Linked DNA regions of Canis lupus: region 2 is linked to region 1. The links are chromatin contacts, called in public Hi-C maps. All regions are on one chromosome and are shown on one strand. Each heading gives the region's core, a stretch centred on a gene start, on an enhancer-like site or on the middle of the called end of the contact. The rest is flanking DNA. Distances are from core to core; before and after follow the strand shown.

Region 1 (2,699 bases), core at 58-2,557:
TTGTGATAGCCCTATTTCACTTAGCATAACGTCCTCAAGGTTCATTCATGTTGTAGCACGTGTCACAATGTCCTTCCCTTTTTACTGAATCATATCCCACTGTAACGTATGTACCACATTTTGTGTATCTATTCATCCATCCATGGGCACTTGGGTCGCTTCCATCTTTCGGCTCCTGTAAATAATCTTGCTATGAACGTGGGTACACAAATACCTGTTCAAGTCCCTGCTTTCCCTTCTTTGGGGAATATACCCAGAAGTGGGATTGCTGGATAATATGGTAATTCCATGTTTAATTTCTTGAGGAACAGCCACACTTTTTAAGTAATTTTTCTGGGCCTTAGTTTCTCCTCTAATGAGGGCCATCATGGCACCATAGGGTGGTTGTGAAACTGAAATGAGGCAAAAATGTACAGAGCCCTTAGAACAGGACCCTCCTTAGCACCCCAGCAAGGTCTAGCAACATGGTGGCTCTGCTTCTCGTTCCGTGGCAGGTAATATTATATATTATTTACCCCCTTATCCTCAACACCTGGGACATAGTAGATGCTGCTGACATAGCTGCAGGTAGAACGATTCATTCATTAAATATTTAGCTGCCTGCTACCCGTGGGGCAGGGGCAGGACTCTACCTCTTACTCTCCAAAGGCAGATCCCTCCACCCTCTGATTTACACCCCACCCCTCATTTTTTGCCCCTTTCCCCCATTTTTTTGTGGTCTTAAGCTTGGCATGTGGGAAGTTCCTAAGCGCAAAGCAGGTATTCGGCACGCTTTATGAAACAGACGCTTCATGGGTGTGTAGACACGAGGACCCTGGCACTCCGTGCATAACTGGCACATACGTGGGTGCCAAGCACGTGTCGGCTAAACCCGGGAAAGAACTAACATTCCTGCGATAGGTTCGCCCCCTGCCGGAGAGTCTCCTGCAAGCCCCGCGCGGCCCCGCGGCTGACGGCCGGCGCAAGCGCACTCACGATCGCGGGCAGGTCTTCCGGCCGCAGCTCCCCCTTGCGGAGCTGCAGGGCGCGCGCGGCCTCTTCCGGGCATGCGCACAGGCGCTCCATGTCCAGCTCGGGGAGCGCGCTGTAGCCCTCGCGCGCGTGCTCGTACAGGAGGTTCCGGTCTCGTCTCTCCGTGGCGAAAGTTCTCCTCGGGCTGTGGCTGCGGACGCAGCCTCTCCGGGGCCGAAGACCCCGACCAGCCACCAAAAGCCACAAGCGGCGCGCCATGGACGCAGCCATCTTGGACAGGGGACAAGGAGTCGCGCACCCTTCGCCCCGCCCACTCCGCGTTTAGACCAATTGCAAAGCAGCTGCGACCCGGGAAGGCGGTGAGCGCCGCTCGCGTCTGCGACGCAGTTCGGAAGGAAAAACTGACCGAGATTGGCTCTGTCGTTGACCAATCGTGGTCTACGCCCCGCCCCCTCAGCGTACACGACAGGCAGGTCCAGCCAATCCCTGGCAGGGTGGCCTCCGGGCGGGCTAGAGGTCGCTTCAGCGTGCCTGCGGACCTTGCTGGGGTGGGTGGTGGAGCCCCTGCTTCTCAGGACTTCCCGGGTCTCTCCTCAGTTTCCCTTCTGTGTGCGGGGATTGGGGGGTGGGGAGAGGTCGCTGGGTGCCCGGAGTCTACTCAGAGCGAAAGTAAAATTGACGGAGGGAATTTGTGTCAGCAGCGTGAGGGGTTAGACTGTCAGGAAATTCCTCGGATTTAAATCCGAAGGCTCTGAGGACGGGATGGGAGGATTTGGGCCCTGCCCGGGCTACGGCCAGTCCCCTTTTCCTTCCTGATTCTCTTATCCTCCAACGCAGGGACCCTGCAGACGGCGGGATGTCCTGGTCCGGCCTTCTCCGTGGCCTCCGCGCGTCCCTAAGTTACGGTAAGTTGGGATCTCGAGCTGCAGAGACGCAGCTGGACGAGGGTTTTCCGCGCTGGGACTTGGGTGCCTCTGCCGCAGCCCCCGGGGAATCGCGGTTTAAAACTAGGGATGCGTGGTGGGTGTTAGCAGAGCTCCCGCTGCAGGGGTGACGGGGGAAGTCGTTGCATTGGGGGCGTCGTCGGGTCGGTTGGGTCAATTATCGATTTCTTCAGCAAATACTTATTAAATAACCCCTCCCCGCCCCCCCCCCGTGGGTGAGACATCCAAGCAAAGCGTTTAACTCATTCGTTCAGCTGGTATTTTTCAAGATCCTAGTGTGTGCCAGGTACGGAGGGGGATGCTTAATTTACGTCCTTACTGGCTCTAGGGACATCACGTCCTTCTCCTGGCCATGCCCTTTGCGAGGTATTTCGGTCATTTATTCACTCTTTGCAATATTTATTAAGCACTTTCTGGTTGCCACTCACTAAGGATCACATGACAGGCTTGCACCCTGCCAGGGAACTGGGGTAGATTTTTTTTTTTATTTTAATTTTTTTAAGATTTTATTTACCCATGAGAGACACACAGAGGCGTAGAGACACAGGCAGAGGGAGAAGCAGGCTCCTTGCGGGGAGCCTGATGCAGGATTGGATCTCAGGATCACAAGCTGAGCTAAAGGCAGGTGCTCAACCCCTGAGCCATCCGGGTGTCCCAACTCTGGGCTGGCTTGACATGTGTCTCTAAGGGTAGCCCCTCATACACGTACTGCGGGGGGGTGGCGGGGGGTAGGTGTGATTATGGTGCCTGTGACACAGTGAGGACATGGAGGGGCAGAGTCTT
Region 2 (2,699 bases), core at 118-2,617, 280 kb before region 1:
GAACAAGAGGGAGAGTCTTAAGCATACTAGGCTTAAGCAGGCTCCACATGGGGTTGGATCTCATGACTCTGAGATCATGATCTGAGCAGAAACCAAGAGTCCAGCACTTAACCAACTGCGCCACCCAGGCAGCCCCCATTTATATTTTTAAGATGGAACTAACAGAATTTCCTAAACTGGATGTGGGGTGTGAAGACAAAGAGGAGGCAAGGATTGACCTATTTGCCCACACAGCTGGAAGGATGGAGGTGCCATTAATTGAAATGGGGATGACTGTGGGGGCAATCAGGTTTAGGAAGATCAGAAGCTTAGGTTTGGATATTTAAATTTGAGAGGCCTGTTAATATGGCAACATCATGGGACACCTGGGTGGCTCAGAGGCTGAGCGTCTGCCTTTGGCTCAGGGAGGAATCTCGGGTCCTGGGATCGAGTCCGCTTCTCCCTCTGCCTATGTCTCTGCCTCTCTCTCTGTGTCTCTCATGAATAAATAAATAAAATCTTCAAAAAAATACGGCAACATCACTTATCTGTATTTATTTGTTTACTTATTGTCATCCCCCCACCATGTGAGCCATTTGAGAACCAATCCTGCTTATCACGCTCAGCACTGTATTGCCAGCATCCAAGAGCAATTCCGGCACACCACAGATGCTCAATAAGTGTTTGTTGAATGAATGAAGATTGACAAGTCCCCAAATTCTTTTATCTTCCAGGTCAGCCAGTATCAATTCCAATCTACCTAACTCTCATGTGCATTTTGTGAATCCTCCAGGTCTGGATTCAAATGTCCTCCTTTTCTGCAAAGCCTGCCCTGACTACTGTTTGACATTCCAGCTCATGCTTAATTTTTCTTTTTTTCTTTTTTATGCTTAATTTTTCTCCATAACACTTACCACCCTGGCATACGTACTTCCTACGACTCTGTTACCTTCCTTCACCAGAAGGTAGTTCCAAGCGGGCAGGAATTTTTGCCTATCTTGTTTAGTGCCAATGGGTAATAAAACATGATCTGGCACACAGTAGGCGTTTAATAAATACTTGCTGAATTTGTGTTGCTGACCGGGAAGACACGTTCCAGGCCCGAGCAGGTTAAGGCTTGAAGGCGAGACCCCGCCTTATGAATCATTCATGACCTGGCCCCGCCCACACGCAGAGGACGCGCGCGCTCACGCGGGAGAGAGGACGCGGCGCGTACCTGAGCTGAAGGCGCGGCAGGGGAAGTGGGCTCTGCGCAGGCGCCGAACTCCCCGACGCGGGTCTCAGCGATTTCTGGTTAGGAGGTGCGCGCGCGCGCGAGAGGGCGGCGGCGGCGGCGCAGTGCGCAGGCGCGGCAGGCAGTGCGCAGGCGCTGGGGGAGGGCGGGCTGAGGCAGCTGAAGCAGCGGCGGCGGCGGCGGCGGAGGCTCGGGCAGAGGGGCGGGAGCTGAGGCGGGAGCGGACGGGCTGGTGGGCGAGCGAGAGGCGGCGGAATGGTGGACTACCACGCGGCGAACCAGTCGTACCAGTACGGCCCCAGCAGCGGGGGCAATGGCGCCGGCGGCGGGGGAAGCATGGGCGACTACATGGCCCAGGAAGACGACTGGGACCGGGACCTGCTGCTGGACCCGGCCTGGGAGAAGCAGCAGCGCAAGGTGCGCGGCCCGCGGGCCGGACGGGCCCAAGGGGGGGCTTCCCAGGGAGGTTGGGGCGCTGGAAGGGGGTTGGAGGTCTCGAGAGGGAATTGGAGGGTCCGTGATGGGAATCGGGGGTCAGGAGAAGGAATTGGCGGGACCGGGAAGGGGTTTGTAGTCCTGAGAAGAAACTGTAGAACTTGAGCAAGGAATTGGGAGTCTGAAAAAAATAATTGGCGGCCGAGTAGGGAATATGGAAGTCAAAAACAACGACAACAAAAAAAAACCCCCAAAACCAAAAAACGAAATCAGCCCGATGGAGGAATTGGAGGGCCTGGGCGGGGAACTGGGGGAAACCGAGATGCTTGGAGACTCTAAAATGGAATTGGGGTCTGAGGCGGGATGGAAGGGTCAGAGGATGGTTGGGGGTGCGGAGACGAACGGAGGAGTCTGGAATTTATGGGCCAGGATGGAATTGATGTTTGGGGGAGCCTGAGGAGGGGCTGAGAGGTGGAGGGGGTTATTTGGAGTGCAGAAAGCTCTGAAGAACCTTGGGGTTGGGGGGAGTTCTAAAGGGGGTGGAGAAGTCTGAGGATGGAGTAGGGGGGTACTAAGAAAGGGATGTGGAGTCTGACGAGTAGTGGGGGGACCTGGGAGACTTGGAAAAGGAGAGGGGCAGAGGAAAGAAGTGGGTGTGAGACTGGGGTGTGGGGGGCGAGGGGGGGCAGGGGTGCAAATGAAAGAAGTTACGGAGTCGTAAGAAGTGTTTGAAGAGATTTATTTGGGGTGTCCTGTTCTGAGTGGGAGGCGGGAGGAGTAAGAGGAATTGATGGAGGGATGCAGAGGGAACCTGGAGAGTTTTGAAGAGGGGATTCTGAAGAACTGATGGACGGTTGAAAAGCTCAGCCAAGGGTTTGGAGGAGCCTAAGGAAAAGGTAGTGTGGAAAAGGTGAGCATCCTGGAGAGAAAGAATGGGAGCGGCGGAATGGCGGGTAATGAGGGAGATTAGGAAAATGAAAGTCGTTGGGAAGGCAGTGTGTGATGGATGGACTGAGAAAGGAATCTGGGGGGGAGGGCTTCTAGAGGTACA

What was found. A called contact is a pair of places that touch in the nucleus more often than the background predicts.
Region 2: a contact with region 1 is called in a Hi-C map of amygdala, with 5 times the contacts expected there. The contact joins the promoter of ACTN4 here to the promoter of MRPS12 in region 1. A contact is called at or near these places in 2 of 9 Hi-C or Micro-C datasets (amygdala and blood).

The regions. Positions count from the first base shown.
Region 1 is chr1:114,977,734-114,980,432 of UU_Cfam_GSD_1.0, reverse strand. MRPS12 (28S ribosomal protein S12, mitochondrial) reads left to right here and starts at 1,307. Exons shown (of 3, transcript XM_038528964.1): 1 at 1,307-1,331; 2 at 1,810-1,877. The coding sequence starts at 1,829. SARS2 (serine--tRNA ligase, mitochondrial) reads right to left here and starts at 1,294. Exons shown (of 16, transcript XM_038528950.1): 1 at 976-1,294. The coding sequence starts at 1,242.
Region 2 is chr1:115,257,859-115,260,557 of UU_Cfam_GSD_1.0, reverse strand. It overlaps ACTN4 (alpha-actinin-4), which reads left to right and starts at 1,367. Exons shown (of 21, transcript XM_038528971.1): 1 at 1,367-1,630. The coding sequence starts at 1,469.